2 separate regions of the Oryctolagus cuniculus genome follow, and region 2 is linked to region 1. The links are chromatin contacts, called in public Hi-C maps. All regions are on one chromosome and are shown on one strand. The core of a region is the stretch at or near the end of the contact, and the rest is flanking DNA. Distances in the headings are between cores, read along the strand shown.

The links. A called contact is a pair of places that touch in the nucleus more often than the background predicts.
Region 2: a Hi-C map of skin fibroblasts shows a contact between it and region 1, with 2.3 times the contacts expected there. The contact joins the enhancer-like site here to the promoter of CDC25B in region 1. A contact is called at or near these places in 2 of 6 Hi-C or Micro-C datasets (ear pinna and skin fibroblasts).

Annotation. Positions count from the first base shown.
Region 1 is chr11:29,114,722-29,117,421 of mOryCun1.1, forward strand. CDC25B (cell division cycle 25B) reads left to right here and starts at 1,306. Exons shown (of 16, transcript XM_070052045.1): 1 at 1,306-1,532. The coding sequence starts at 1,525. It overlaps CENPB (centromere protein B), which reads right to left and starts at 1,145. Exons shown (of 1, transcript XM_017341755.3): 1 at 1-1,145. The coding sequence starts at 880.
Region 2 is chr11:29,370,050-29,372,749 of mOryCun1.1, forward strand. All of the region lies in intron 4 of LOC103348222 (a long non-coding RNA gene), which reads right to left. Among named protein-coding and RNA genes, the nearest start is that of RNF24, 39 kb to the left of the region's middle. Within about 2 kb of position 1,417, at least 4 of the 8 cell types and tissues checked have an H3K27ac peak or open chromatin away from gene starts, as enhancers often do. A contact at or near this core is called in ear pinna, where this site is marked.

The sequences.
Region 1 (2,700 bases), core at 56-2,555:
CCCGGCGGGACTCTGCAGCCATCCTGGTGTCCAGGGCCTTCAAGTACTTGGCCAGGGCCTGGGTGGTGACACCACCCTTCGAGTTGGCGGTGTAGTCGCAGGGCAGGCCGGCCTGGCCCGCGCGGGGCTTGGCCGACTTGCCGGCCACCAGCGGGGGCAGCTTCTCGCTGCCATCGGCGTTGGCGCACAGCAGGACGCTCAGGCGCTGGGTGGCTTGGCGCGCCCTGCCATCGCCTCCGCACAGCCCCGAGGCCTGGTCGGGCAGAAAGTCGTACCACAGGCTGGTCTCGGTGGCGCTGAACACGTCCTGCGACGCGTAGCCCTCGGCCACCGACGGCGGCTGCTCCTCGCGAGCGCGCCAGCCCGTCGTGCCGCCGCCGCCGCCGCCGCCCTCCGAGGGCACGGCGGCAGGGCTGGCAGGGGCCGCGGGGGTCCGGGGGGCCGCGTTCCGCCCCCGGGAGCGGGCCACGCCGCTGCAGGACACCACTCCGTGGCGTCGGCGGAAGCGGTCCAGCCAGCCGTTGGAGGCGGTGAAGTCGTCCATGCCCAGCTCCTCGGCTATCCGAAGCGCTTTCTCCTTGAGGATGATGCCCTTGACCGGCAGGCCGGCGGCGCGGATCTGCTGGAACCAGGCGATGAGCAAGCCCTCGAGCTTGTCGTAAGGGGACAGCTTGTTGGTCTTGCGGCAGGTGGAGGCCACCCCGTACTTGCGCTCCGACGCCAGGATGGCGCGCTTGTTCTTCAGGATGGTGCTCAGCGTGGACGGCGGGATGTTGAAGCGCCGCGCGATCTCGCCCTTGCGCAGGTCCGGGTTCTCCTCCACCTCCTGGATGATCCGCGACTTCTCCCGGAACGTCAGCTGCCGCCGCTTGGGGCCCATCGCGGCGCGCCCCCCGCCCCGGGGCCCGGCACCGCCGCTGCCGCCCCGGGGCGGGGGGCCCCGGCCCGCGGCGGGGGGCACCTGGCGGCCTCTCCCGCGCGCCCCGCCCGAGACAAAGCGGCTCGCGGGGCGGCGGGCGGGGCGGCGACCCGGCCGGGCCGGGGGCACCTCGGGGAGCGCCGGCGGGCGCAGCGCCGGGCGGCGGGCGGCAGGCGGCGGGCGCGGGCGCGGGCGGGCGGCGCGGGCGCGGGAGGCAGGAAGTGCCGCGGCGCGGGGAGCTGCGAGCGCGGCGAGCGGGGCGGAGCGGGCGGAGCGGGATCTCGCGGGAAGCGCGGGGACGCCCGGCGCCGCCTCCCCGTCCTCCGCGCCCACCCCCTTCCCGCCGCCCCGGACCCGCCACCGGGGGCGCTGCGGCCTGCGGGACCGGCCAGCGCTCGGCGTCCGGCGACCTGCGGGCCCTGGCGTGCGGGCGGGGCGCGGGGCGCCGCCAATGCGCCGGTGGATAGCGGCTTGTTGCCCTCAAGGATTAACAGCTTCGTCCTCTTCTTCCTTTTTTTAAAACTAAGGTAGATAACCCATGTCTTTTGCGGATACCGAAAAATACAGGAAGCCAGAAATCGCCTTCCTCCCCAGCACCTGCAGAGATGCACAGGTAACATTTGGATACATTTCCTTCCAGTGTTTTCTCTCGGCCAGTGCAGTTTTATTATTATTATTTTTTAATGCTTTAAAAAAGACATTAGATTCTGTGGCCCATATGTCTGGCATCAAGTGATGAGAATTTTGCCATATGGGTGAATATCATTGGCAACGTTCTTTTTAATGGTTGTATATTGTTCCAATTATGGGTGATCAATCTATGCAATAAACTGCTACATATTTAGTTTATTTTTATAAGCAACACTGCAATATTATATCTCTTGGACGGTGCTACCTATGTTTTACAAGTTCTAGTAATCCCACAGTCGGTAGATAAATATGGATAGTGTGTGTTAGTCTCTCGACTTTTCCATGCATGTCGCCATAAATGCGTACGTTTATGGGCTAAATAAATGCATAAGTGCATACAGGAGTGCGTCATGTGTATGCAATAGAGTGGTATCCGAGGATGACCCGACACATAAAAGCAGTTAGTTCTCAAAACAACAAATGCTTTGCTTTAAAATGCTTTAAATACAAATGCTTTAAAAAGTCTCCTAAGAACAATATAGGGGGGAGTCAAGCCATAGGCAGAGGGGAAGGCTGTCACTCAGAGGGACAGATTCGGGATCTGGGCTCCAGTGAAGCTTCAGGTAGATGGGTGTAGACAAAGAAGACATGAGGACCAAGGACAGTGCCCTGGGTGCTCAAGGTTGAGCTCCAGCAAGGACCCCTAGGAGCCTGCGCGGAGCAGAGGCCGTGGTGAAGGAAGGCAGGCCAGCGTGATGCTGGGGAAGCCACGGGAGGAAATTGTAGTTCGTGGCTGTCTTCCTGTGCATTTCTCCTTTCACACCTTTATCGTTCATTTTTAAATTTTTTTTCTTTTTATTTGAAAGGGAGAGAGAGAGAGTGAGAGCAAGAGTGAGAGCCAGAGAGAGATCTTCCATCTACTAGTTGACTCCCCAAATGCTCAAAATAACAAGTGCTGGGCTGGGCTGCAGCCAGGAGCCAGGAATGCCAACCATGTCTCTCATGTGGGTGGCAACAACTTGGCCATCATCTGCTGCCTTCCAAGGTGCATTAGCAGGAGTCTGGATCAGAAACAGAATAGTGGGACTCGAACCTGTACTCCAGTACGGGAGGCAGGCATCCCAAGCTGTGGCTTACCCCATTGTGCCACG
Region 2 (2,700 bases), core at 167-2,666, 260 kb after region 1:
AGCAAAGCTTGGAAGAAAGAAAGAGCAAGATTTATCAGAGGATACTTTGGAGCCCGGGCTTTGGAGAAATTGGTGAGAAGAGAGTGCGGTGTCAACTTCACTAGCAAGGCTTGTGCACCTGGAAGGAGGGATTTGACCTGCGGAGTACCTGGGAGCTGCGCAGAGGACAAGTGGAGGGGATCAATTTGCCTTTGCTATGTAACAAACCCTCCCCAAGTTGAGTGACTCAACACCCGAGTCGTTAATTATTTCTCAGCGGGCTGGGGTCTGCTGGGTGACTCCTCTGGCCTGAGCTGGCTCTGCTGGCACGGTAGTCCTCCCGTGTGTGTGGGTCAGCTGACAGGCTGGCCTGGTGCCAGCCAATTCAGGATGGCATCACCACGGGGTTGGTATTTGGTTGGCTGTTGGCTGGGCCCTTGGAGTTGAGGGGAGGGTCCCTGGGCCACACGTTTTCCCATTCTGCTAAAAGCGAGCCAGGACCTACTTACATGGTAGCTGGACAGATTTCCCAGAGAAGTGGAAATGCATACGGCTGCCTGAAGCCTACACTCCGAACGGGCAGTTGTCACTTCCATGTTCCTGAGGCCAGCCCAAGCAAACAGACGCTACCTCTTGACGGAAGTGATTCCCTGTCGCATTGCAAAGGGTGAGGATTCAGGACAGGGAATGCTTGTGGCCTCTTATGCCACTCATATCTCATGAGGGTTTGTGGGTAGTGGATGGACCAGGAGATAGTAGGAAAAGAGCCCCAGGGACAAGTGGACTGGACTGGCTGGGAGGCAATCACCAGAGTGATTAGGAAGTGGGGACGGAGCATCTACTCACCTCTGCCACTGGGCAGACCTAGGGTGACAGCGAGGAGAGGGCATGATGCAGAAACAAGGTTCTAAATTTGGGGCCTAGTGGCTGAGGCAAGGGGTCCAGCCCTTCACAGAGCTAGGGATGTCAGCAGGTGGCTAATGGGAGAACGCTGTCTGATTCTGAGCCTGCACGGAGAGGTCCTGGGACCTGGGCTGGAGGCAGCTCAGGTGAGCATTTGACCCCAGAGGCCTGGGTTACTTTGTCCTTTAACATCTCCCAGGCTTGCTGGTCCCCTCTGTGGAGCAGGGGAGGAATGCTAACCTTGCAGAGCTGCGAGGGAAGAGCTGAGGCTCCGGCTGGCAACATTTTTGGGCTGTGCCCTTATTAGTGGTTTTATGGACATGTTGTGCTTTTTATTTGAGAGATTAGCCACACAGAGGAGGATCTAGAAGGGAGTGGGGAGGGAAAAGAGGAGGTCTGTTTGGGGGAATGGCTGCCGTTAGGAAGCGAGGGGAGTAGAAAGTTCAAGAAAGAGACAGACACAGCGCTGGGCTCCTACAGAGTCCCTGCAGCTTGGGGTGGGGTGGGCTCAGGACAGTGGCAGTGTGCGGTTCTCAGCGGGGCTGGCTCTGTGCTCTGACTTTGGGATCAGAGAGTTGGCAGCCCGTGGGAGGGCAGTGGTCTCCACGCTGCAGACTCCTGGGTGGTCTGGGCCAGCGTCAGCACAGCTCCCCGCTCCGCCCACCCCCCTCCTCCCTGCTGCTCTGGAGTCCAGCCGCGTCACTGCATCCAGATGTGGCCGGGAACTTTTCCAGAAGCATGGAGAAGGCAGAGCAGCGGCCAAGCTCCTGGCTTCTTGTCCTCCCTCCTTCGGCTACCCCTCCCTGGCTCCTTCCACCACCAGGTCAGGGGCCGGGTCCTCGGAGGCCCAGGGTGGATGGATAAATAAACACTTGGTAGGAAAAAACCTGAGCCAGACAGATGCATCTTTGTTCGTGCTGGAAAGAGTTTACATCTCGGGGAGCGGGGAGCAGTTCAGCAGGAGGAAGTGAGCTGTCTTCTCAGCTGGGAACCCGCCAGGACACTGGGCATGGGGCCAGCCAGGGCCTGGGCGGAGCTGCGGAAAACCTCCCCCTTAATGGGAACAGCCTGGGCCCTGGTGTCTCACTGGGATGGAGCCCCAGTTGGGGGGAACAGACAGCTGTTTTATTAGTAACAGACCATGGGAACCAGGTGGTGCTGTAATGAGTGAGTTCTCCGAGCGGCTGGACCAGAGCGTCTCAAACCGTGCTGTGAGAGCGAATTCCCTGGGGCTCTGGTTAAACTGCAGATTCCCACTGCATGCTTTGGGGATGGGGCCTGGAACTCCGAGTTGCTCACTGGTTCTCCGGGGATGCTGATGCTGCTGGCCTGGGGACCACATTCCAAGTGGGGAAACTCCAGACTGACATCTAAACTACGGCCTCACTTTTCTATGCTATGCTGCGTGTATACGCTCCTGAGACTTTTCCTGCTTTTATGGTTGGCTTGTTCTTATTATGAGAGAGAGAGAGAGAGAGAGAGAGAGAGAATATCTCCTGGTTCACTATTCAAAAACCCGCAATAGCTGAGGCTGGGCCAAGCCAAAGCCAGGAGCTGGGAACATAATCCAGGCCTCCCAAGTGAGGGACCTCCAGGAACCCAATCACTTGAGCCATCACTTGATGTCTCCCAGGGTCTGCATTAGCAGGAAGCTGGAGTCAGGAGTGGAGCCTCGTGTATTGAATCTAGGCGCCCAGGTGTGGGCCATGGGTGTCTTAACTGTTAGACTAAATGCCCAGCCTGTTGTTTTATTTCAAAAAGTACTAGGGAAGAGATGCCGTGGAGATGCCCCTTCCTATCCAGTCCTGACCATGCCAG